Regions from separate parts of the Mus musculus genome. Here region 1 is linked to region 2. The links are chromatin contacts, called in public promoter capture Hi-C maps. All regions are on one chromosome and are shown on one strand. The core of a region is the stretch at or near the end of the contact, and the rest is flanking DNA. Distances in the headings are between cores, read along the strand shown. Region 1 holds the start of Rtp2 (receptor transporter protein 2). Region 2 holds the start of Fetub (fetuin beta).

Region 1 (6,716 bases), core at 1,261-3,760, 1.0 Mb before region 2:
TGAACCTTTGGTAGCCTGTGAGTTAGCACATGGCTCTCAGTAACACCGGCTGGCTGGGGTGGGATTCCGCACAGCATAGAGCTGGTGGAGCGTGACTGTGTTCCCTGAAGAATATGGGCTGAAATCTCCTGAGGCAGTCCCCAGGTGATTCTGAATTTCATACTTCTCAATTCTTCCTTGCCGTTTCTTGTTATTAATTGTGTCATATAATATTCTATTTCTTAAAAAAATATTTAAATATTTTAAGTCTATTGGTATGAAGGTGTCAGATCCCCTGGAACTGCAGTTACAGATAGTTTTGAGCTGCCGTGTGGGTGCTGGGAACTGAACCCAAGTTCTCTGGAAGAGTAGCTGGTGTTCTCAACCACCAAGTCATCTCTCTAACCCTCATCACATAGTATTTTAACAAATAAAATTTAAATAATGAACATTTTGCAAAAGTATTTATTACTTGAACTCCATAGTAAAGGATAAGAGTGGCTCATTTTGCGTGTGAGATCTAGATAGATAGTGTTATTTTTTTAAGGCTAAAATTAGTTCATTTAAAACATTATCACCCAGACTGAAGATGCTGCAGCTCCAAGTTATGAGCTGCCAGTGAGCAATGTGCCCACATGGAGAGTGTCTTAATGGTGCAGCCCAGTGCCAACCTGAGAAAGACTGAGCTAGTAATTGTCACATCATCGTATAGTAATTGCTACACTCATTGGTGATATCCCAGAAAGAGTTTCCAGTGCCAACAGCGTTGTTGAACAGAAAGATGAATCGCCCTGGTTTCTGCTTAGAGGATTCCATTCTAACTTAAGTATGATCCGATGCCTAAGGGGATTGCATCATCTGAGAGAGAACAAAACAAAGCCAAACAGACGAACCCTAGCAATTCCCACTGTCCTTTAAGCTTTCCGACACTGCCTTTGATCTGGGAACAATGGTATAGTACATCTCAGAGCTGGACCACGGCACTTCGCTCTAGGTCGGGCCAAAATCTCGTGGCTTCCTTCAGTTCCCGGGAACTCATGGACCCTGGATGTCACCTGTTTTGTAGCTGATGATAGGAGAGTCCCCAGTGAGTCACCCAGTCCAGGGTTTCTTTTGAGAGCAGTTTTCCATTTCTAGGCCTGAGTTGTCCTGATTCACTATGAAAAGATTTGAATTGGCTGTGGTGCTCCAAGCCTTTAATCTCAGCGCTCAGGAGGCAAAGGCAGGCTGATCTCTGTGATTTCCATGCCAGCCAAGGCTACATAGTGAAACCCTTCCAAAAAAGTAAATAAATAAAAAATAAGAAAAAGAAAAAGGGAAGGAGGGCTGGGGTTTGGGAATTTAAATCGAGGCCAATAAGGAAACCGGAAATCAGTAGTTCTTGATGGCCTTACAGCACAGACTTGTACTTCTATAGGTTAACACAAAGCTAGTGGAAGAGCACTTCTCTGAGTTGAAGGATGTTCAGTGGCCATCCTCCTAACCCTATCCCACACAGAGACCATATGGAGGCGCATGACAAATCTGGAACCCAGCACTGATAACTTCCGGCACCTAGCTACCCTTTTTAGTTCTGCCTACTTTCGCTGTCTCCACAGCCCTAGAAGCCAGAGCTTCAGGTTAAAGAAGTGACAGGTGATGGACTACAGACATCGCAGAAACCTCGCAATATCCGGGGCAGAACCAGGTATCCACAGCCTCTGGTCTGTAAAAAAATAGAACTTGGGCGTCAGGAAGCCTCGGCTCTCTGTTGTCTGCTCTGCATCAGCTGAGGTAGCTCAGCCTGCAGCTCGGAAGATACTAGATCCCGTAGCAGCAGCCTCCGCGAGCCCTGGGAGCAGGGAGTGACTGTGGCAACCCTGGAGTGTGAACTGTTATCACTGAGCTTTTCACAGTGTATTAAATTACTTCTGTCTCACCAACCGGATTGAGAATTCTCCAGCGAAGGGAGAGCGACGTGTCACTTGTCGCGTCTCCCTTCATCACGATGTTAGGAGCATAATACGCTCGAGATAATTAAAGGGGTAGACATCATTTAGGAAGGCCTGGATCTGAATTGTGGATGATCACTTGGGGGTTACAGAAGCCTGCTTTCTGGTCTGTCTTGGCTAGTACACAGATCAAGTAGCTTGTGGCTAGCACATGGCAAACAATGGCCACAATGCATCAGGAGTGTGGGAGCATCAGGTCCCATATCTCCATTCTGCTTCTGCTGACGTCCCTAGGGTATTATGGTTGCCATGGCACATGGCTGGAGAAAGCAGGGAAGAGCAGTGGGGTGAAAAAGGGCCACCACATAGCCCTTGTCCTCTGGGGAACCTCCGTCAGCCCATGGGTTGGATCTCACCTCTCTCTGCTTTCTCAACCTAGTCAGCATTACAATTCAGTTTGCCTCTGCAATCTGGCTCAGGACCCTGGAACTCTCCCTGGAGGCTTGCCTCCTCCCTATCCCTGGCTCCTGGTACCTGCCTGGCTGTCATAGTAACAGGTTCCAGGGTGACAAAAGAGGAAGCTGGCTCTTGTGGGTAAGGCTTTTTGGACCACAGAGACTGCCTGGGCTGCATCTATCTAAGCTTTCTGTTCTTCCTTGGGCTGAGTTCACCCTTCTATCCCAGCCAACAGGACCATGTCCACCAGCCTGACCACTTGTGAGTGGAAGAAGGTCTTCTACGAGAAGATGGAGGTGGCCAAGCCAGCGGACAGCTGGGAGCTCATCATAGACCCCACCCTCAAGCCCAATGAGCTGGGCCCTGGCTGGAAGCAGTACCTGGAGCAACATGCCTCAGGCAGGTGAGAGGCTGGTGGGAGGAGGTGCAGGAAGCCCTCCCTCCCCCAGAAGGATGGGGGCTGTCACAGACTTTGCAAGTCTGGGCCTCTGGTAGGTCTCACCAGGTCAGCTCAGGTGACAAGCAGGCAATGAACCACCAGAAGGACCATCTAGGCTATGTTTCTAACCACAGTTGTTCAGGTTCCTTGGTTCCTTGGAACAAATTGTGCCCTGCATTTGAGTCTCAGTTTTCCATAGAAAATCAAGACTGGCAAGGCTTCAAAGCCCTGCAAATTCAGATGCCTAGTATAGATAGAATGGAGAGGAGGTACAATGGGGATCTCCAGAATTCTCAACCTAGAAGTTGGGGTATATGTGTTTGGCGGCTGTGGTGTCCATCTGCTCAATCAAATGCAACTAGACATGAAGACAGAACAAGTTACTGATCACATAGTATATTTGAGAGCCTGGTTCCATAGCTCTGTGAACTTGGCCTTGTCCCCTTCTTTCTCTGGTTCCCAGTTTTCATATTTACAAGGCAAGGGAGCTCATCTTAGCTCATCTTAAAACACTACTCCAATCCCGTCCAACACTACTGTCAGTGGATGACAAGTTGCTGACCTCAGGCAGCACTTGCCCTAGATCCTCCTAAGTGCTCCTCACTCTTCTGCCATGCAGAGTGTCCTGGGGGCTCTTCTAAAATCGTTTCCCTTTTACAAACAGATGATGGGGGTGGGGGATGGGAGCCACAGTTTCTTGGTCAGACAGCCTCCAGCTCACCTGCAGTGGTGCAGCGCCCCCCCCCCCCCCAGGCGAGCTGGTGGCTGTGTTGTGGAGGTGTGAAAAAATTATGGCTGGGTTGTCCATATTGTAAGAATGTGAAGCCTCTTGAGTAGACAACAGCATGTGGGTGGGAGCAGAAAAAGGCAGGCTGACCATAGGCCTTGCCAACAAATAAATAGAGCATGTGTTAGCATAGGACAGGGCATAGTTGGTTGGTTTGTGTTGTCTCCTGTTATCAATGCTGGGCAGTGGAAATCTCTCTAAGTAGCTGCATGATCTCTATTTTCTATGCTTCAGTCTCACCTCCCCCCCCCCAAGCCCCCCTCCCCTACGTCCCAAATGCTCACCAATGTTTGATACTTTTGGAGATATGGGGTCTGTCTTGAGGGAGGGAAGTTGTTCTAGACTGGCTTATTTTAAAGACTTGGGAGACTGCACGCATGAAGCATTTGAGCCTCCTGGGGGATAAAGTGCAGAAAGTTGGGAACTGGCTGGTGTGTGGGGTTTGGGGAGTTTAGGGACATCTCCAAAGACTCATAGGTCTTCTCACCTTGGGCTTGGTCCCAGCCGGCCACAGAAAGGGCTGGGTCATAGCTGCCCCAGTCATTCTGTGTACATGCTTATTTGATATTGATCTTTCAGATGTACTAAGTATTGGGCCTGAGTACTCGCTCAGTATAGGGAAAATGAGTGGAATCTTCCCCATCCAGGACCTATCAGACACCTCTGCCCTTTTGACCATGTGTTAGGTGCTGCGGGTTTTGTTCTCTGCCCACATTGTCAGTGACTTTCAGAGGTCCAGAAGCTGGCTTGGTTCTACTGCCCCTTCACAGTGGCTGAATAGTGTTTAAAATACAGTTGGTGCTTCTTGTGTTGAATTGAGTTCTTCATCAGAGGTCGTTCACGGCCATTGGTGCAATGGACTCAGGCAGAGGCAGGAATAAGGGCAGACTCAGCCCAGTGGACATGTGAACTCCTCTGAAGCCTTTGTAACCGGGCTCACAAGAGGCCATTACAGGGGCATACGGAGCCTCCCTGGAGTTTAAAGGAGTGTTCCATCACAGAAGATATGTAAGGAAGGTATGGAAAGCCAGGAGGAGCTGGGCTTGGCGGGTGAGCCCCAGGCAACCTCTCTCCATGCTTTCTGAGACCCAGGCTACAGGAGTCCAGATCAGACAAAGCAGCCCATGTGACAGATGGGCTGTGGGTAGGTATATTAGAGAACAAAGTCTGCTTTCCCCATTCTTACACCACACTGCTCTGGTGCACAGGGATGACTGGTCAAGGGAGTGCCTGTGCGAAGACATAAGAACCAAACAGCGCCGGGCGTGGTGGCGCACGCCTTTGATCCCAGCACTCAGGAGGCAGAGGCAGGTGGATCTCTGAGTTCAAGGCCAGCCTGGTCTACAAAGTGACCTGGTCTACTAAGTGACAGGACAGCCAAGGCTACCGAGAAACCCTGTCTCAAAAAAAAAAAAAAAAAAAAATTAAGAACCAAACAGGATTCTTTCCTGTCTAGTCCATTGCAGTCTGCTAATCTATCCTGCCTTTCTGGGTGGCTGATTGCAGACCTACAGTCTGGATCTGAGCTTGCATGCCATCTCCTCAGAGCAAGCAGGATGCAGGAGTCAGATGGTGACACTACCATTTGTAACAGAGGCACGAGAGGTCTGAGCACAAAGTCCAGCAAGGACATCATCATACTGTACCTCACGGATGAGAAACGAGTTGAAGAGAAGTGGAGCCACACTCGGTTTGGGGGTTGACCAGGCACAAGTCTGCAATAGGCTGGGATGGGTGGGGAGCTGAGGAGACCACACTGGAGGCAGCTTCCAGGACACCACTGGTTGCTCAATGACTCCAGTGTGAGGTTCTCGGGTTTCCAGAAAGAGGAAGTGACTGGTGACCTCTAGTGCTAAGAGACCTCTAGAGTGAAAAACATGGCGTTTCTATTTTCATCCTTCATTTAACATGCTGGCCTTTTCTTTTCTATGCTCCCCAGGGTGAGGTTGTCCCTGAAGAGTCTCACCCGCTCTATTCCTCCTTCCTTTCCCGGCAGGTTCCACTGTTCCTGGTGTTGGCACACATGGCAATCTGCCAATGTCGTCATTCTCTTCCACATGCACCTGGACCGTGCCCAGCGTGTTGGCTCAGTGCGCATGCGCGTGTTCAAGCAGCTGTGCTATCAGTGCGGCACGTCGCGGCTGGACGAGTCCAGCATGCTGGAGGAGAATATCGAGGGCCTGGTGGACAACCTCATCACCAGTCTGCGCGAGCAGTGTTACGATGAGGATGGTGGCCAGTACCGCATCCACGTAGCCAGCCGGCCAGACAGCGGATTGCACCGCAGTGAGTTCTGCGAGGCCTGCCAGGAAGGCATCGTGCACTGGAAGCCCAGCGAAAAGCTGCTGGAGGAGGATGCCGCCTATACCGATGCCTCCAAGAAGAAGGGCCAGGCTGGTTTTATCTCCAGCTTCTTCTCATTTCGTTGGTGCCTGTTCTGGGGCACCCTCTGCCTGGTCATTGTCTACCTGCAGTTCTTCCGAGGCCGCTCTGGCTTCCTTTAGTGGTAGGGGTGGGGAAAAGGGACTCATGGGATTGAAAATGAGAAGGATTTGGTCTCCTCCTGAGTCTGCTACGGGTTCTATCTATGACTCTGGTTATCTGCACACTGCTCTCTAGTCTGCACTAGGAGAAACTTAGTGGTCCTTCCACTAATTTAATAGCAACGGAGGGAAAGTAGAAGGAATAGGGATTTGGAAGTTTGCTGGAGTTTAGTGAGTCTGAAATCTGCAGCTGCCACCTCCAGCCTTTACTTTACATTTCTAGCCTTAGGTCCCATCTGGACACTGTCGCTTTCAGCTTTATGTGCCCTGCATGGTTCCCCTTGGAGGGAGCAGAGCCACCTCCAGCCTCCATCGAATACATAGGGACAGCCTGCTTCTTCCATTCTGAAATGCTGAGGATTTCACTCAGGCGCTAGGGCTGGGATGAGGATAGAGGTGGGGGGTGGTGGAAGTGGGGATGGGCTGAGGGGGTTGGAATGGTCAAGGGCGCATTGTCCAATGGATTAGCTATTGGCCATATGTGGCTGCTCTGATTAAGATTAATTAAGATGAAATAAAAGTGTTCCTTAGTAGTTCCAAACTCAGTCAGGCTTATACAGAATTTGTCCCCATAGAGGCCA
Region 2 (7,132 bases), core at 4,022-6,521:
CCCATACCTAAACATGATAAAAGCAATCTACAGCAAACCAGTAGCCAACATCAAAGTAAATGGAGAGAAGCTGGAAGCAATCCCACTAAAATCAGGGACTAGACAAGGCTGCCCACTTTCTCCCTACCTTTTCAACATAGTACTTGAAGTATTAGCCAGAGCAATTCGACAACAAAAGGAGATCAAGGGGATACAAATTGGAAAAGAGGAAGTCAAAATATCACTTTTTGCAGATGATATGATAGTATATATAAGTGACCCTAAAAATTCTACCAGAGAACTCCTAAACCTGATAAACAGCTTCGGTGAAGTAGCTGGATATAAAATAAACTCAAACAAGTCAATGGCCTTTCTCTATACAAAGAATAAACAGGCTGAGAAAGAAATTAGGGAAACAACACCCTTCTCAATAGTCACAAATAATATAAAATATCTTGGCGTGACTCTAACTAAGGAGGTGAAAGATCTGTATGATAAAAACTTCAAATCTCTGAAGAAAGAAATTAAAGAAGATCTCAGAAGATGGAAAGATCTCCCATGCTCATGGATTGGCAGGATCAACATTGTAAAAATGGCTATCTTGCCAAAAGCAATCTACAGATTCAATGCAATCCCCATCAAAATTCCAACTCAATTCTTCAACGAATTGGAAGGAGCAATTTGCAAATTTGTCTGGAATAACAAAAAACCTAGGATAGCAAAAAGTCTTCTCAAGGATAAAAGAACTTCTGGCGGAATCACCATGCCAGACCTAAAGCTTTACTACAGAGCAATTGTGATAAAAACTGCATGGTACTGGTATAGAGACAGACAAGTAGACCAATGGAATAGAATTGAAGATCCAGAAATGAACCCACACACCTATGGTCACTTGATCTTCGACAAGGGAGCTAAAACCATCCAGTGGAAGAAAGACAGCATTTTCAACAATTGGTGCTGGCACAACTGGTTGTTATCATGTAGAAGAATGCGAATCGATCCATACTTATCTCCTTGTACTAAGGTCAAATCTAAGTGGATCAAGGAACTTCACATAAAACCAGAGACACTGAAACTTATAGAGGAGAAAGTGGGGAAAAGCCTTGAAGATATAGGCACAGGGGAAAAATTCCTGAACAGAACAGCAATGGCTTGTGCTGTAAGATCGAGAATCGACAAATGGGACCTAATGAAACTCCAAAGTTTCTGCAAGGCAAAAGACACCGTCAATAAGACAAAAAGACCACCAACAGATTGGGAAAGGATCTTTACCTATCCTAAATCAGATAGGGGACTAATATCCAACATATATAAAGAACTCAAGAAGGTGGACTTCAGAAAATCAAATAACCCCATTAAAAAATGGGGCTCAGAACTGAACAAAGAATTCTCACCTGAGGAATACCGAATGGCAGAGAAGCACCTGAAAAAATGTTCAACATCCTTAATCATCAGGGAAATGCAAATCAAAACAACCCTGAGATTCCACCTCACACCAGTCAGAATGGCTAAGATCAAAAATTCAGGTGACAGCAGATGCTGGCGAGGATGTGGAGAAAGAGGAACACTCCTCCATTGTTGGTGGGAGTGCAGGCTTGTACAACCACTCTGGAAATCAGTCTGGCGGTTCCTCAGAAAACTGGACATAGTACTACCGGAGGATCCAGCAATACCTCTCCTGGGCATATATCCAGAAGATGCCCCAACAGGTAAGAAGGACACATGCTCCACTATGTTCATAGCAGCCTTATTTATAATAGCCAGAAGCTGGAAAGAACCTAGATGCCCCTCAACAGAGGAATGGATACAGAAAATGTGGTACATCTACACAATGGAGTACTACTCAGCTATTAAAAAGAATGAATTTATGAAATTCCTAGCCAAATGGATGGACCTGGAGGGCATCATCCTGAGTGAGGTAACACATTCACAAAGAAACTCACACAATATGTATTCACTGATAAGTGGATATTAGCCCCAAACCTAGGATACCCAAGATATAAGATATAATTTGCTAAACACATGAAACTCAAGGAGAATGAAGACTGAAGTGTGGACACTATGCCCCTCCTTAGATTTGGGAACAAAACACCCATGGAAGGAGTTACAGAGACGGAGTTTGGAGCTGAGATGAAAGGATGGACCATGTAGAGACTGCCATAGCCAGGGATCCACCCCATAATCAGCATCCAAACGCTGACACCATTGCATACACTAGCAAGATTTTATAGAAAGGACGCAGATGTAGCTGTCTCTTGTGAGACTATGCCGGGGCCCAGCAAACACAGAAGTGGATGCTCACAGTCAGCTAATGGATGGATCATAGGGCTCCCAATGGAGGAGCTAGAGAAAGTAGCCAAGGAGCTAAAGGGATCTGCAACCCTATAGGTGGAACAACATTATGAGCTAACCAGTACCCCGGAGCTCTTGACTCTAGCTGCATATATATCAAAAGATGGCCTAGTCGGCCATCACTGGAAAGAGAGGCCCATTGGACTTGCAAACTTTATATGCCCCAGTACAGGGGAATACCAGGGCCAAAAAGGGGGAGTGGGTGGGCAGGGGAGTGGGGGTGGGTGGATATGGGGGACTTTTGGTATAGCATTGGAAATGTAAATGAGTTAAATACCTAATAAAAAATGGAAAAAAAAAAAAAAAAAAAAAAAACAAACTCGGAAAAAAAAAAAAAAAAAAAAAAAAAAAGATCCAGGATGTGTCAGTATAGAGCTGCCAGGACGAGCCCTGCCGTGGGGCCTCAAGGTTCACTTGAGCAGCTTTATAACTGCAACAGAATAGCCTACTAGGACTTGAAACACCATGCCCTGAGGCCACCTCTATCCAAACACAGCAGTTTTTGAGTCAATATTTTGGATTGGATTTGTCAGTGTTCTAACCTTGGATCCGGAGCATGCCTTTCGTGTAAATAAATCCAAGTTTCCTAACCCTTTCCCAGGAATTATAAAAAAATGTTTGATCAAGACATGGGAGACCTGGCTTCTGTCTTGTCCAGATGGAGAGTCCTAATCCAACTGGAACTGAATACAAGCACTACTCAGAAGTGTCCCTTTCTAGTTCCTGTATAGGACAGGAAAATGCTTCATCTCAGAATTGTATTTAAGGTGGGGAAAGCTAAGGAGACCCCAAAAGTTCTCCCAACACACTCTAGGTCTAGTCTTCCTTTTGTGCACCTACAGGTAAATTCATCAAGAGACCAAGACCTGACACTGTCAAGAGAAAGATAATGGTGGCCATCAAGACGGATCATGGTTCTTGCCTCTCTTTCTGAGCTTCAGTTCAGATCCCAGGAAGGTTCTGCTTATTGGGGATATATGAAAAGCAATTTATTTTTTGTTTTGACAGGGCCTTAAATGTGTTCGGTAGCTGGCCTTGAACTCGCAATCCTCTTGCATCTACTGGGACTACAGGTGCATATCACCATACCTGGTGACTAAATCAGGTATCTTTCAAAGCTCCTTTCCCTCTAGGGCTGGGCCTCATATGTGCTGGGGACGTGCTTTCATAGCGCTACATCACAGCAACTTTTATTTTGAGACAAGACCTCAATAAGTTTCCCAGTCTGGCATGGAACTTGCAATCCTGCTTCAGCTGCTCAAATTCCTGGGATTGCGGGTACCTACCTCCATAAATGGCACACACACATTGTGCATGATGCCAAGCATCAAACCAGGGCCTCACTTACACCAGGCAAACATTGTACTTCTGAGCTACAGCCACAGGCCATTTATTTTTTTAAAAATGTTTCTACTACAAACACACACACACGGGGGTGGGGGGGGGGAGAGAGAGAGAGAGAGAGAGAGAGAGAGAGAGAGAGAGAGAGAGAGAGAGATATCAACAATGAAAGCAAAGGTCTAAGTCAGGAAGGGAGCCTACATAGCAGGCTGTCCCTTAAAGCATTCCCTAAGGTAAGCAATACCTCATTCCATACCTCCATCTCCACCCCTGCCCAGGCTTTCTGTGTTCAATAGACAGAGGTTCTGCTCTATCCACAGGTACCCATCTGGTAGGCCCTCAATACACAGAGTATCTTGAAGACTCCAAAGCTTTGGGGTCAATACTATTTCAAACACAGGTCCCTACAGCTACTAGAGAATATAAGAGTTTTCCTGAGTAGAGCTTATTTTTAATTCACAAATATATTTTGGAAATGTCTGTGTTTATAAATAAGGACACCAGTCTGTGAGACTTTTCATGGGAACCTGATAAGAGGGCCCAAATATTTTGGATGGAAAGAAATGCTCCTCTGGTCTAGATGAAAATCCAATATGCAGTAAGCTATGGCTGACACGAGTGAACCAAGCAAAAGAAGGCTGTTAACATTGCTCAAGTTCCTAAATTTACTTAAAACATTGATTACATATTAAACTTAAATATGCTGACTTATGTTTTTAGCTAACATTGAAAAGTTAATTTTATAATAAACTTACTAAAAAACTTAAATTTATGATGCTAAATGTAATTGTATTATAGTTGAGCAGAACACAGATTCCTTCCCCCCCACCCCACCCCCCACCCCATTTGATAGCTACTCATAGACAACTAGGTAACAGCATCCACTCACTAACTTAGTGGTAGTATAGACACTCACTGAAAACTCTAAAGAAAACTTAGCCAAGTCCAACCAGGGGAGAATACTAGGGCTCAGAAAGGGTAAAAATCCTGAATGAATCAATACAAGAAACAGCACAGGAGCCTTCCCTTTTAGAAGATTTTCATCAAAGCGAGTGAGATGGCTCAGCCCCTAAAGGTGCTTGCTGCCAAGCCTGGTGGCCTGAATGTAACTCCTGATACCCTCACAGTGAAAGGGAAGAACCGACTGCTGAACGATGTCCTCTGACCAGAGTGCAGTGTCATCTGCACTCTGGCCCACCCACCCCACCTCTGCACAAAAATAAACAAATAAATGTAAAAATATTTTTGTCACCACACAGATGCTTAGAACACTGTGTGAGCTACTCTTTCAGCTACCAACCAGCCGATGTGGAGAAGCCACTTACCCACTGTAAGCCACTCTGCCAAATCTGTCAAATGCACTAATCATGACCCTGCACCAGAAATCGCAGAAGGCTAGACGTTGTTAGATGTTGTGTAACACAGCAGCTACCTGTGACTCACAGGTTCTGGCTGAGCCACTGCACAATGTCAGGAATCAAGGTAAGCTGTCCGGAATCAAGAGCTTTGCAAGTCTGGTGTGCTTTGAACACGTTCCCAAAGCTCAGAAAACGAACGCTTATGAAACCTGTGGAGAGGTGGCGCCTTTACAGAGATTAAGTCCCAAGGGCTCTGTTCTCAGGGGTGGGGCATGCCCATGTCAGGGGAGTACATTTGTTAGGCAGAGTTCTTCCTCCTGCCTCCCGCCTCCCGCCCACGCATGACGCAGCAAGAAAGCTGTTCCCAGAGGCCCTCCAGGCCTCCAGAAGGGTGAGAAGGATCCGGTGACAGCAGCACAGCACAGGATGGACCACATTAATAAGAAGCCACGCCCACTTTTTAGTCTTCCGTAAACAAGTGGTTAGTAAAGATTGATTATGAAACCCAAATCTGAAGATTACAGTTCTACAGAAGGGAGCTCTTGGTTGTGTTTTCTTTCTTTCTTTCTTTCTTTCTTTCTTTCTTTCTTTCTTTCTTTCTTTTTTCCAATTTAGAAATATCTTTAAAGACCTGTTTTTCTGGGTTGGCTCATGCCACGTGTTGTTTAGAATGATTCCAACCCTGAGTTACCAAATTTTTTTTCCCCCACACGCTCCCAGTTGTGTTTTCAAATGGGAATAATTCGAGAAAAATGGGTATCGAAGCCAGAAATGGCTACTTTAAGAAAAACAACACAAATTGGGAGACCATTAGATTGTGGAGGCTCTGGAATTTAAATCTCTACCAAATAAACAAACAACAAACAAATAAATAATAACCTCAAGACAGGAGCTTTCTACACTAACCAATAAAATTCATTTATCTTCCCTTCTTTCTACAGCTAAATTGTACAAGTTTACCCTCCCACAATACTGGGACTCATAAATTAATGAATGCTTTAATTTTTTTCAATTTAAATGTGCTTAAGTTTTCCTTTATCAGTTAAAAAAAATCAGATATCCAAACTCTGAGGTTCAGCAGAGATTTAGTTTCAGCCAGCAGTGAACATACCTCTGTCGGGTCTGGGCTGGAGTGTCCAATGCCTGAGGAAATGTACCCAGTACACTTAGGTAGAAGCCATTGGTGCAATTTTAATGAAAGACAGATGCAAACGGGGTAAAAAGATGCTGTAAGGATGCTAAATCACATGGTAAACTGAACTTTGACCAGGACCCTGCTTCAGCCCTGGTCTGCGTGAGCTAGGCTAGCGATGTAACACTTAAGCCCAATTTCCTCAACTGTGTAGGGCTTTCAACCATGCGATTACTAAGGGCCCGTTTAGCCCTGATGGGAGGGCACTCTGCCCCCCTCTCTGCACAGGGTGCCATTCCATCTCTAGCAGGGGCAGCTCCTAGAACCTGGCTCTACGGAACTTGAATCACACAGATCTATCCACCATGCCCCCCGGGGGAACGTGATCCTATTGCATCATGAGTGAGATTTCCGGAACTTGAATCACACAGATCTATCCACCATGCCCCCCCGGGGGAACGTGATCCTATTGCATCATGAGTGAGATTTCCCGTAAAAATCCTTGTTGTGAAGAGGCCACTAATACAGACGCTGGGTTCACGCAGGCCTGGGGTTTAATTCCAGTTCAGTACTCACCAATGGGAATGCAGGAAGCATTTTCCACACACACGTGGGCTGGGTGTGAGGACCAGTGAACTGTGCTTGGCTATGGATTTGGCCTCTGTACTCCCCCCCCCCCCAAAAGAGTCTAAAAAGTAAGGAGTGGGCAGGGAAGATGGCCACGCATGTCACATACTCACAGTCCCGTTGATCTAAGACAGGGAGGAACACGGAAGGTGGGGCCCAGTCCTGCAGCTCTGACAGACAGGCTTTCCTGAGGACCCAGAGTCGCTTCGGCCAGGAGACCAACTCACAGGAGCAACTGGTGTATAAACAAGGTGCTTGTTTGTTAATTAACAAATTGGAGGGATCCTCTCCAGGTGTTCCCGATGGAGCTGCAAAGGATGATGGCAGCTTCTCCCTCTGACTG

Evidence for each region. Capture Hi-C pulls out chosen DNA fragments and counts their contacts.
Region 1: a promoter capture Hi-C map of adipose tissue shows a contact between it and region 2, with 3 times the contacts expected there. The contact joins the promoter of Rtp2 here to the promoter of Fetub in region 2. A contact is called at or near these places in 2 of 39 promoter capture datasets (the 3T3-L1 cell line and embryonic stem cells) and 1 of 9 other capture datasets (adipose tissue).

The regions. Positions count from the first base shown.
Region 1 is chr16:23,926,588-23,933,303 of GRCm38.p6, reverse strand. Rtp2 (receptor transporter protein 2) reads left to right here and starts at 2,510. Exons shown (of 2, transcript NM_001008230.3): 1 at 2,510-2,769; 2 at 5,589-6,716. The coding sequence starts at 2,606. The coding sequence ends at 6,096.
Region 2 is chr16:22,918,361-22,925,492 of GRCm38.p6, reverse strand. Fetub (fetuin beta) reads right to left here and starts at 5,271. Exons shown (of 8, transcript NM_021564.2): 1 at 4,998-5,271.